Regions from separate parts of the Bombyx mori genome. Here region 2 is linked to region 1. A link is a contact called in public Hi-C data. All regions are on one chromosome and are shown on one strand. Each heading gives the region's core, a stretch centred on a gene start, on an enhancer-like site or on the middle of the called end of the contact. The rest is flanking DNA. Distances are from core to core; before and after follow the strand shown. Region 1 has its middle 46 kb from the start of LOC134199371. Region 2 holds the start of LOC101747111 (zinc finger MIZ domain-containing protein 1).

What was found. A called contact is a pair of places that touch in the nucleus more often than the background predicts.
Region 2: a contact with region 1 is called in a Hi-C map of middle silk gland, with 1.8 times the contacts expected there. The contact joins the promoter of LOC101747111 here to the enhancer-like site in region 1. A contact is called at or near these places in 2 of 7 Hi-C or Micro-C datasets (middle silk gland and whole pupa).

The regions. Positions count from the first base shown.
Region 1 is chr9:9,588,443-9,594,213 of ASM3026992v2, forward strand. No RefSeq gene overlaps it. Among protein-coding and RNA genes, the nearest start is that of LOC134199371, 46 kb to the left of the region's middle. Within about 2 kb of position 2,814, at least 8 of the 8 cell types and tissues checked have open chromatin away from gene starts, as enhancers often do.
Region 2 is chr9:9,651,850-9,657,498 of ASM3026992v2, forward strand. It overlaps LOC101747111 (zinc finger MIZ domain-containing protein 1), which reads left to right and starts at 2,683. Exons shown (of 10, transcript XM_021346545.3): 1 at 2,683-2,819. The coding sequence starts at 2,683. LOC105841311 (a long non-coding RNA gene) reads right to left here and starts at 1,583. Exons shown (of 2, transcript XR_005245002.2): 1 at 1,393-1,583; 2 at 386-1,297.

The DNA of each region.
Region 1 (5,771 bases), core at 1,564-4,063:
GCTTCATTCTAAGTTTAAATGTGGTTGAACTGAAGTATTTATCGCCTTTAAGATTTCGCTTAGACTATAGCCGGTTAGATTCGCGTTTCGTTTACAGCATAACTAATATTTATTATAAGGTTGATACGTTTCTGGTATTCCGTGGCCCGGCGCAAACAATCAAAGCGAAGCCGCGGCGGTGTAACTGTGAAACGGTCGGGCATTTGTCGAGCTTGCCGTGTCAATAAACTTGATTCGAAAGTGGAAGACGCTCCGACTTACATAAGCAGCCAACAATGTGAGCCGCATCGCAGAGTACGCATAGAGTCGCACGCTTGCGTCACACAACACAGACGTGTCACTACTCTGTACACGGCCGGGTCTTACGTAACATTTTACAACAACTCTTGGGCAAGCCCGTGAATTCAAATATTTCGCTTATAAATAATCTTATTAAACATATTTATCCGAATGAATACGGAATTTTACAAATAAAGTTATTATTAGATTTTAACAAAAATGAGCTCTCATAAATTGATTGTAATGTAAGGAGTAATTAGTAAGTATCAATCAAAGTAGCGTATTGGTTTTAATATTATGATGCTCTGAGAAAAATCAAAGCCGAATCATTTGGAAGCACCGTCTAGAGGTTTATTCTATGCCGCATTTACAGAGTACACGTCTCGACACGGCCACGGATCTCGGCGTTAGTCCAGTTATTTGCAAAACCGCTATTTATAGAGATCCCATAAGCAAAACATTAGACACACTCATAGATCAATTCCGTTCTGAATATTATTTGTATTGCAAAAAACAGGTTTGTCGATATTTTTTTTGTTTTTTGGAGGTACGTTCGTGTTTTGTTCAAATTTCAACTGCTGTAGTTTTCGGGGCCGCGAAATATTTAAATTCAGTCAAAATGGTCAGTTTTTTTCACTAGATTTTTCACGTCCCGCCTTTTTTTATTGCTTAAATGTGTGGACGAGCTCACAGTCCCCCTGGTTTTAAGTGGTTACTGGAACCAATAGACATCTACCACGTAAATACGCCACCCACGTTGAGATATCAGTTCTAACGTCTCAGCGTAGTTACAACGGCTGCACCGCCCTTCAAACCGAAACACATTACCACCTGATGCTAGATTGTAACCAAAGCTGTTGGATATCACAACACAATTGAAGTCGTCGTGGCCTAAAGGATAAGACGTCCGGTACATTCGTATCGAGCGGTGCAACGGTGTTCGAATCTCGCTGGCGGGTACCAATTTTTCTAATGAAATACGTACTCAACAAATGTTCACGATTGACTTCCACGGTGAAGGAATAACATCGTGCAGTGAAAATCAAACCCGCAAAATTATAATTTGCGTAATTACTGGTGGTAGGACCTCTTGTGAGTCCGCACGGGTAGGTACCACCGCCCCGCCTATTTCTGCCGTGAAGCAGTAATGCGTTTCGGTTTGAAGGGTGGGGCAGCCGTTGTGACTATACTGAGACCTTAGAACTATATCTCAAGGTGTGTGGCGCATTTACGTTGTAGATGTCTATGGGCTCCAGTAACCACTTAACACCAGGTGGGCTGTGAGCTCGTCCACACATCTAAGCAATAAAAAAAAAAAAAAAAAAAAAAAAAAAAAAATCCCGCCAACCACCTAATTGAATTGCATTTTGAGTGTCCTAACCCTAAAACCAAATTTGTTTGTGTAATACTCAATCAGATATGTTTTTAAAACTATTGAATCCTGGACACGTTCGCTGTGACTATTGTGTTTGTGCTTAACACATCAATTACATAAATTAAGGCGAATAGTGCATTGCCTATCGTCACCTGACTTGCCATCAATAATTATACAAAATACCCATAATTCTTAAAAACTATAAACTAATAGTCGATTTTATTGACATCATCATAGATGTCATTTTACGTAGCAACATGTAACAAGCCGCCAACGAAATTAACAAAATTAACCAAAATTAACAAATTGTATTATATATCCTTCAACCACTTCATGTCTTCAATTATTTGTTATCTCGACAATTGTTATTATCTCTACAAAAAAAATGCTGCTGTATTTACATTGTGTGCATAACTTTTTTTAAATACAGATCAACAAACAAGTTGTGTGGTCGAGAGAAGGCGCGTCGGCTTCATTGCCACACGGTTGCCTTTTTTTTTCTAACCTATTCTAGTAATCTCAAGGGGTCATACTAAAATTACCGAGCGATTAGGTCGGGGCTCTAACCTGACGAATTTGCTAACACTAGCCCTAGCAAGAGCAGTGCTTTGCAGAATCTACCACCGGATCGGAAACGCGACCCACTGAGAAGATCCAGCGAGAAACTCACTGGATTCTGCGTTCGTCTCTGACAATATACACCAACACCGATTCATTCAAAATGATATCAATTAACTCAGAAAACATACGACACATAAAAAAACTCTTTTTAATCATTTAAAAAACGAAACAAATTGGCTTTCTTCTTTTCATTTCGCTACTAAGCGACGTAAATACGTTATGACGATTTCATAATGATTTTGAAATGACATTTATATTCTTATTTCGACACTATCTCACTACAAAATCGCATAAATGTAAATAAACAACAAACATGTAATAGTACTGATGAATATTAAAATTCTAGTGCGCACCGATTATTTGGACAGAGAAGGGAGAGATTAGATCAATAAAAACCTTCAACGAATCGACGGGTCAATAACTAGACAAAGGCTTCAGTAAGATTGTAGTCACTTCTCGGATCGGCCTCAAATACTTTACGGTGAGTTTATTAATTAAGGCAGTCGACCTTGCGGGCCGCACATCCAAGGAGGTCGATCGACGCCGCTAGCAGCGCCCCGCGACCCGCGACCCGCGACCCGCGCTCGACCTGACTGACGACGCGCGTCTTTTCAAACGTCTCCTCATTGACCTTCCGTTATCTCAAACGGGATTGTCTCTTATCAAAATCAAATCGTTGCAATTCCTGAATCCTAGTCCACAGCACGTTACGTATATCTAAAAAAAAAAATTATACCTATAAAAAACTGTTTAAATCAAAATATACCAAATAAATCACCATACGCCGATAAACGCGCAACATAAATTTTATATCGGCGCGATGCAATTATGAACGTTAAGAGGCGAATCTACAGTAAGCCGGTGTACATGACGTATCATACATACGAACACAAACAGACCGAACGCGCAGCCGAGAACAATCAGTGGAGAGCGCGAGCCGTGAGATCACTCGAAACCGCACCTTAAGCTCATTGTCAAACCGATTACAATAAACAAACAGGACAGACGCGGTTGGAATCTTGTCAAACAGGCGAGTTCGAGCGTTGACTTATTGCCGGTAAGGCATTTTGTGAATCCGAATGCGTTCCAAAGGCGACCTTATCTGTCAGTGATAAAGTTGTAAGTGGCGATGGATTCACGTTCAGGTAAAACACGGGCGCAGTGGCTCACGCACACAGGCTTATTGTCACGTTGCCATAAATAAAAGATTCCTACAGAAACAATTGTTGCGTAGAGGTGAGCCCAGGCCTCGGTGAATGTGGTAGACACTGTCGACTAATCGCGGCGAGTCGATCGCGAAAGTGGGTGACCGCCTGTGATTGACGCGCTTGCGAAACCTCGTTCGATGACATTTACACTCGACGGACAATGAGCTAAGCCTACGATAATTATGAAATATATTTTAATATTTTGTTTGCTTATTGATTCATCTCTCTCGGGGCCAATGATAGCCGTCTTACAAATACGCAACCTTGATAGCTTCTAGTGAACTCTTATCCGCATTCAATTCAAAAAAATTAAAATTTTTGGGCATTAAATTAAGTGACCATTTAATTTCTTTTAGACATTTTTTAAAATTCAATAATAAAATAAAGCACTTTTTTCTTAATAAAAATGTAAATTGCGTGAAAATTCAAACTCAACGGATCCTCTGTTCCGAGATAACGTCGCTCTACTTAACCTCGCCACACAGAGACGCGTAAACGTGAAACAATACGGTACAGCAATACAACTTTATTCATAATCTAACAAACACAAACTGAAGTTTATTTTGAACCGTAGCTCCTAGACAGAAAGCACATTACATATTGACTGAACGGTAATTGATAATTTACGCTACATGCCCGGGCACGCACACTCGCGTACACGATATCTGCGTAAATACACTCTCGTCACTGTGTGAGAATGCCAGGAAAATTTATAATGCTCTTCGTCGTTCTACTACAATTCTCAGTTACGTACCATTTTAAAAAGTAAACATTTTCGTATGAGATTATCATTTATTTAGTTTATCTAAAATTTTAGTAAATCTTATGTGGTCTCTTGTTCATAAAAAAATTCAGCGTTATTTTCTAAAAGTCTAATTCGTTTAGTTGAAATAAAATTAAAAAAAATGTTTTTTTTTCAATAATTATTTTTTTCGATTTTGATACTATATTTATAGAACTTCAAAGTTCAATACACTATAAATTGACATCCAACAACCACCTCGCTGTAACCAATTTCAGGAAACAACGACTTGAGATCGACGTCTCACTTGTATTCCAAACTAACCCACCTTTAATTATAATACGCGGCAAAAATAACCCAGTTATGTTACCTCCCCGTGTGGGATCTCAATTACTTAAACATTATGTCTGATATATACATTCAACTGAATACACAATAACGTATAAACAGTTCTATTTCGGTTATTACGTCATTAAACGACAACAACCTTGACCTATGATTTATTGCAAACCTTTCATACAAATACACACGAACTGTTAAAATCAGTACAGAAAATGTGAATGTTTGCAAAGCAACGGTCACGCATCATAGTTCCTAATATGAAATTTATAAGCATTTTAATACAGCGTGTGTGTTTGAAGAAGACGTAACTATGGCCGATTTTATTCTAGAAAATAATATAATAAAAACAAATGCGCCTATATAACTCGCAATTCTGAGCACAATTGACTAGTCATTTGCACATAGCACGTATTGTATAACAGAATGTAACACCGACATAAAACAAGGAAAGTAGAGAAAATAGCTAATAAATTCATAATCACTTCACGATAAATAGCGTTCTTTTTACTTACAAGACTTTGTTACGCAGCCAAAATTACCATTTAGATGATCGACAGAAACATTTAGTTACTTCAAGAATTTTAAGAAGTTATTGTTATTCGTTAATACAATAATATAATTAGCCGTAACAATAATGTAATTACTGGTGGTAGGACCTCTTGTGAGTCCACACGGGTAGGTACGACCACCCTGCCTATTTCTGCCGTGAAGCAGTAATGCGTTTCGGTTTGAAGGGTGGGGTAGCCTTTGTACCTATACTGAGACCTAAGAACTTATATCTCAAGGTGGGTGGCGCATTTACGTTGTAGATGTCTATGGTCTCCAGTAACCACTTAACACCAGATGGGCTATGAGCTCGTCCACCCATCTAAGCATTAAAAAAAAAATTAAACAAAATATTGATGAGCGTAATTAGCTTATGTTGTCCAAATCGGTATCCGTTTTTGTTGAACTACGAATATTCACTTGACGCAACACGCAAAGCGGAATGTTAATAGTAACAACAAGTGAGCGCCGTTTTTATTACCAAACAACAACACCCACACTAAAAAACACCTTTATAGACAAATTAATTCTTTTATAATCTCTATAAATCACCCACGTATTTAAGGAACAGTATTTAAGTTATACAAAAAAAATGACGGTTCTCAAATTTGGAAATGCTTAAGTTACTATTTACATTAGGTATCCTTTTTTTTTTTGT
Region 2 (5,649 bases), core at 1,433-3,932, 63 kb after region 1:
ACATTGTCACAAAACAATGTTAAATTAAACCGAACGAAAGTGCGGTATACGTGCTTTTATGTACGTAATGACATGATTATCAACCGAACAGTCGTCATTAACTGTATCTGCACTGATAAGACTTCCAACACAACAGGAAAAATTGAGACTCGACACGTTTTAATCGCATTTCTAACAACGATAAGGTAAAACGATTGAGAAAGAATTTCGTTTGAGAAAAATTCAATTACGTAGTTACAATTCCTTGTTAACGTTAATTTAAAACACTTATAAAACTAATACCAAAATTTATAGATAGGATGGATGAATTTTATTTAATACACGGAAAACCTTTTTGATAATATTTATGTGCACCAATATTGTCTAATAAATTAAAGACCATTCAGAAATTTAGAAATTAAAGTAATTTAATCGACTTTTTACTATAATTACTATATTATACAGATATACTCAATGAAAACCTTTTAATACTGTTAAGAACATAATTAATCACGTACGTACTAACTGACATAATATGTTCACGAGACTTCCACTATGAAGGAATAAAACAGCGTGAAAAAACCAAATCTGCAAAAGTTCTAATTTGCATAACTACTGGTAGCGTCTTATGAGCCCAAACGGGTAGATACTGTCACACTGCCATTTCTGCCGCGAAGCTGTCCGCTTTGAAGTATGGGACAGCCGTTCTACATGACATTCATGTAATGATGCCTCCAGTAACGGTTGAGCGCCAATTAAGCCGCGAGCTCATTCATCGGTCTAAGCAATATAAAACTAAATAAAGAAAAGCATCAGAACGCGGACGAAATAATCAAATAATGCGCGTGCGATATCGGTTCGTGCGCTTTCCCGACTTTCCAGTTAAAACAACTATGCGCAGCAAGCCGCCAATAACAGAGTTATTCGGATCCAAATATCTTCCGATTTTATGGGTTCATTAATCAATTAACTTACTGAATAGTAAACGCACATTTTTAGAAGCAGCCTTAGGCCCAGCATAGTTATTTAAAGTAAAAATTTTAACGAGTAACTCGTTTAGTCTTCATTTCTAATCAAACGAAAAGATCCCATAATGACATCCACTACAAAAGATTATAATTTGAAAAACGTGCACCTTCATCGCGCCCCGGCAAGGACAAGGCAGGACAAGTCACACGTCCTCTATCGTCATGCGCAGGTAGCGGCCAGAGGACGACATGCCCATTGTTTACCGTCGCTAATTATTATGCCTCAACGTTCATGTTAGTCGACCATCGTCAATCTTAGCAAAAACTCGATACAAATATGCTCCTACTACCTGAAACCGATATAATGTGATCTTGGATGTTTTAAATTAACAAAACTTCAACGGTTCAAGATAATAATGCAAAGCCACTTGATTCTAATACATACTAAAGGGGCATTACTTTTCAAAACCTCTCCGGTTCGGTGATAGAACTAATCATAGTGACGACAGCTCATTACTACTATCGTATTCAGAGTATCGCGCTGGATTGAAGAGTGAAGACCGAAGGACCGTTACGTGAAAACGTCGAGCAAGTGGGGTGGGGCAGAGCGCCGATAGAACGACGGTAACGCCCGAGCGCAGCCGATCGCAGAGTGCCGAGACGACTTACGAGCGGGGGGATGCGGGGGTACGCCACTTATAGCGACGAGCTGGCAACGTCGCGCGGGGTGGTAGCGCCCCGCGCCGCAACCTCTCACTCACCGTCGCCGACTCACCATCGCCATCATCCAGTGTTACCTTTGACGGTCGAACGTACGGTCGTTCGTCGTCGCTTCAGTGACGTCGGTGTTGAGACTCGTGTAACACGTATAATATGATGTTTCGGTGATTTCAAAATCGGGCTCGCGACAACTTATTTAATGATTGGAATACAGTGACAAATTCTGATCTCAGTACCCTGGATTTGGATATTATTTAATGTGAAAGTGACAATTGATTTTGAAGTTTTGGAACAGTGTAGTGACACAACTCAGGATTACTTTAGTGGAAAACGATTATGGATAAGCATAACTAGTGCGCACCAAGGATCTGTGACAGTGATTTTTAAAAAGTAAATAAAAGTGATTTTTTAAAGAAATTTATTTGCAAAGTCCCAAAGTTTAACATAATTAATTATTTAATCTAAATAAATATTTTTTTAAAAAAACTCGTAAATTAAAAACAAAGTACCTGGCCCTTATATCTACCACCTGTCGCTAAATGGCACACGTTGGGATGTGATACCTATCAGCTGATCATTAAATAAATTCCGCACGCGTTCATCGACTTAAAACAAAGCAACTTAATAAATATTTAAAATAATTGCGATACACCCGAAAACAGAAAAAAAAACAGTAAACAAAATCTCAATGAGAAACTTGTTACAAAAAAATTATGTTGCATTCCTAGAAATTAATGTCTTAATTTCAATTAATATAAAGTGAATATAAAAATATCTATTTAATGTTCAAAAGTTAAACACTTAACAGTGAATGGCATAAGCGAAATTTTACTCGATGCGCGATAACAAGTCATTCTACGCTAGCGTCTGACACATATGCAAATTGAAGCATACCTGACAGTAACTTAAAAAAAAGACCATAAATCGGCCATTGACCTGAGAACTGTCATTTTTGTTCTAACGTCATTATTTTTGGGATACAATACGCTACATCGTATTTCAGGGGGTGCTTTGAGACGACAGGACGGCGAACTCTGATAGCACGGCAGGGTACGTGGGGTCAACCATTACATACACGGGAGCACCAGCTCCCAATAGTGGAAAAAGAAATCCTCTGCAAGGAACAATTGGATATCGAGTTAACGTCCCTGGGTAAGTTAGTCTTTATCTCAAAGAAAATATTAACGTCACTTAATTAATGAATACCGGATTAAATAACGTTACCCAGAATTATTTTTAATATGTTTTCAAGTACTATTGTTTTATCTTATCCGGAAGAAGTTTGTTTATATTATAACCGAACGCCGAAACGTGACTCGCTTACCTATAAGACGCATTTATATCGCGGTTCAAAATTCATAAAAATAATAATCCATTAACATAAATCTAAAAAGTGTGCCGGAAAAATATTCTCCGTAATAGATACAAATATCGTTAGTTTTCAATTATTTTAGGAGCTTTCAAATATAATTAAACTAAATTAATCGATAAATTTGTTAATGGAAACCCTAAAAATTTAAGGGTAACTAACTACCCAAGTAAGTGTGACATTGTCGACCGCGCATCGCTGCAATTATAAATGAAATGTGCTCTCCCATTCACACGTACAAATGTTTTAGGGCGCGCATTACACACACACAAACGAGAGATCGCACCCACACTAATACAAGTCGCGCACACAGCAACGATAGTCACTCACACTACTACGAACTGGGAATGCACGCGGTGACTGCATTTTAACGTTTATAATAAACACAAACAAATAGAATCAAGCTGAAAACACTGATGTCATTCAAAAAACATTGAACAAAATGTTTCTGTCATAATCACGTAGACAATCTTATATTAAAGTTTTAGTTTTTTTTTTCGTATATTCTATCAAATACGTAAAAAAAATACGAGCAGGTGCTAAGTTGACGTGCTTAACGGCTTTGTTTTGTAGTAGTCACCTCTACAAACGACATATTGTTGACGGCTGCCTCTATACAAAACCAATAAGCAAATAATAATAACATGGGGACCGAAAAGACTGTGTGAACAGGGCACAGGAAGTTACTTATTAATCAAGGGCAGAATTCGAAATATCTAACCGCCAAGAGTCTCTCAACAATTAATGTTTTACATGTTATTCGAGCAATTATTTAAGTCACATTCCACTAATTGATAATTTGTAATTATCTAACTCACCCAATTCGTTATTTAAAATCAATAATCCAAAAATTTCAATATTGTTTTGTGAATTCTAAATCAAAATGTGTCTGTAACGTTCATCTTTGTTTAATATAGTAAATGGCTTGCATCTAAACCGCTCGTAAGTTATCGTGGGAAAAAATGTCAGTAACAAACGGACAGCGGGCTGGAGGCGGATGCACTGACAGTATTGCACCACGTGCTCAATAGATTCGAACGTACTGTTTTTACAAAGCCACTTTGTTACATAGTCGTGAGCATGTGTCGACTCAACAGCTTAGATTGTTTTCATTGTTTATATAAACAGATTTTTTTGTTTTGTAAGTTCTTTACGCGACAATATTCCCATGCTGTGTCGTGGCTCACTTACCCTAGCCGCATATCGATGCCCGACCCTTCCCGACTCATTGTACAGTATTTACTACGGAGCGTTTGCCTTCGTTTGTAAACCCCGAATTCCGCTCCTTTAAACATGATTCATTCTCGTCGCAGCATCAATTGATTTATTGTGAAAGAGAGACAGACAGAGAGAGAGAGAGAGAGATATTTAAACACAATTAGACATATTAATAGAATGTTTTGGTAAATGTGATATTAAGTAAGGTTATTATTAAATTTAATTCAGCTCTTTTTGTAACCATTAATTACTTAAATGAAAACCAAACACAAAACAAAAATCATAAATACTAGTAGGCTAATACGTTTTGATTAAAATTTATCAAAATGGACACAGTAAAATGAATTTGTTAATACCGTTTTATTGAAATATGCGCACAAGCCAAAATGTGGAGTGGCCTTTTGACGGGGGTGACCAACTGTCGTCAAAAAACGAGGGTCGAACACGCTACGGCTTCACGCTGCTACGATAGTAATCTATACGACTCACAATAAACGCCTTATTTAACACTTCAAACGGAGCACGAGTACAACAAAACCTCGTATAAGCAATACCTCCAACGCCCTGATTTTTATTTAAAAAGCTTAATCCATTATACGATTATTTCGACTGCCAATTAAACAGGAATCCGACACGTCTGCGCACCATCTAAAATTAACTGCAGCCAATGTATCAAAATACCTACGCGTTACTCGCACATCTCTCAATACTATGCCAAACACCTTCCAGCTTCTCGAAATAGATGCTTACCTACTTTGTATTTGCATTGATATGTTCTTGATTTTACTACGACGCGACGAATCCAAAGCTTAGTCGTGTTTAGTTAAAAGCACGAATCGGCTTCGCTAAACCCAAAAGTATTCTTTGTAGACGTTTTGTCTTCAATAGACATGACTCGAGAAAATATAAAACTCACTTCGAAAAGGTACGTTCCGAGAACTGTCTCAAAAGAAACGCCCGAGACGCTCGCATTCATGATCCCAAAATATTTTGAACGGGCCGTAAGTGATTATTCGGATGTGGTACCACTTTTACAAAAAGCGCACCAGGATACAGACAGAGCGCACTGATTTTTTGTCGGCCACACATTTCGGTCGGCAAAAAGAAAAAAGGTCCAGACAAAACTATAAAAAGAAGTGCAGGTCGGAGCGAGTTTACCTAAGAAAGGACCCTTGTAAATCATCTGCAGCTTCGATGAATAGATGTCTAGTCAAGCGCTGTTGACTCGCGTGTTTATTGGTTGTCGACGCTACTAAGTATCTGTTAAGCTATTTACGAGAATACTTAAGTAGAAGCTGTGAAAAGTCCACCGCTTTGAACGACTAATTCTTATTGACAAAACTATTTAAATAAAGAAACATAACGTTGGCGATTTTTTTGTTAAAATTGTATATT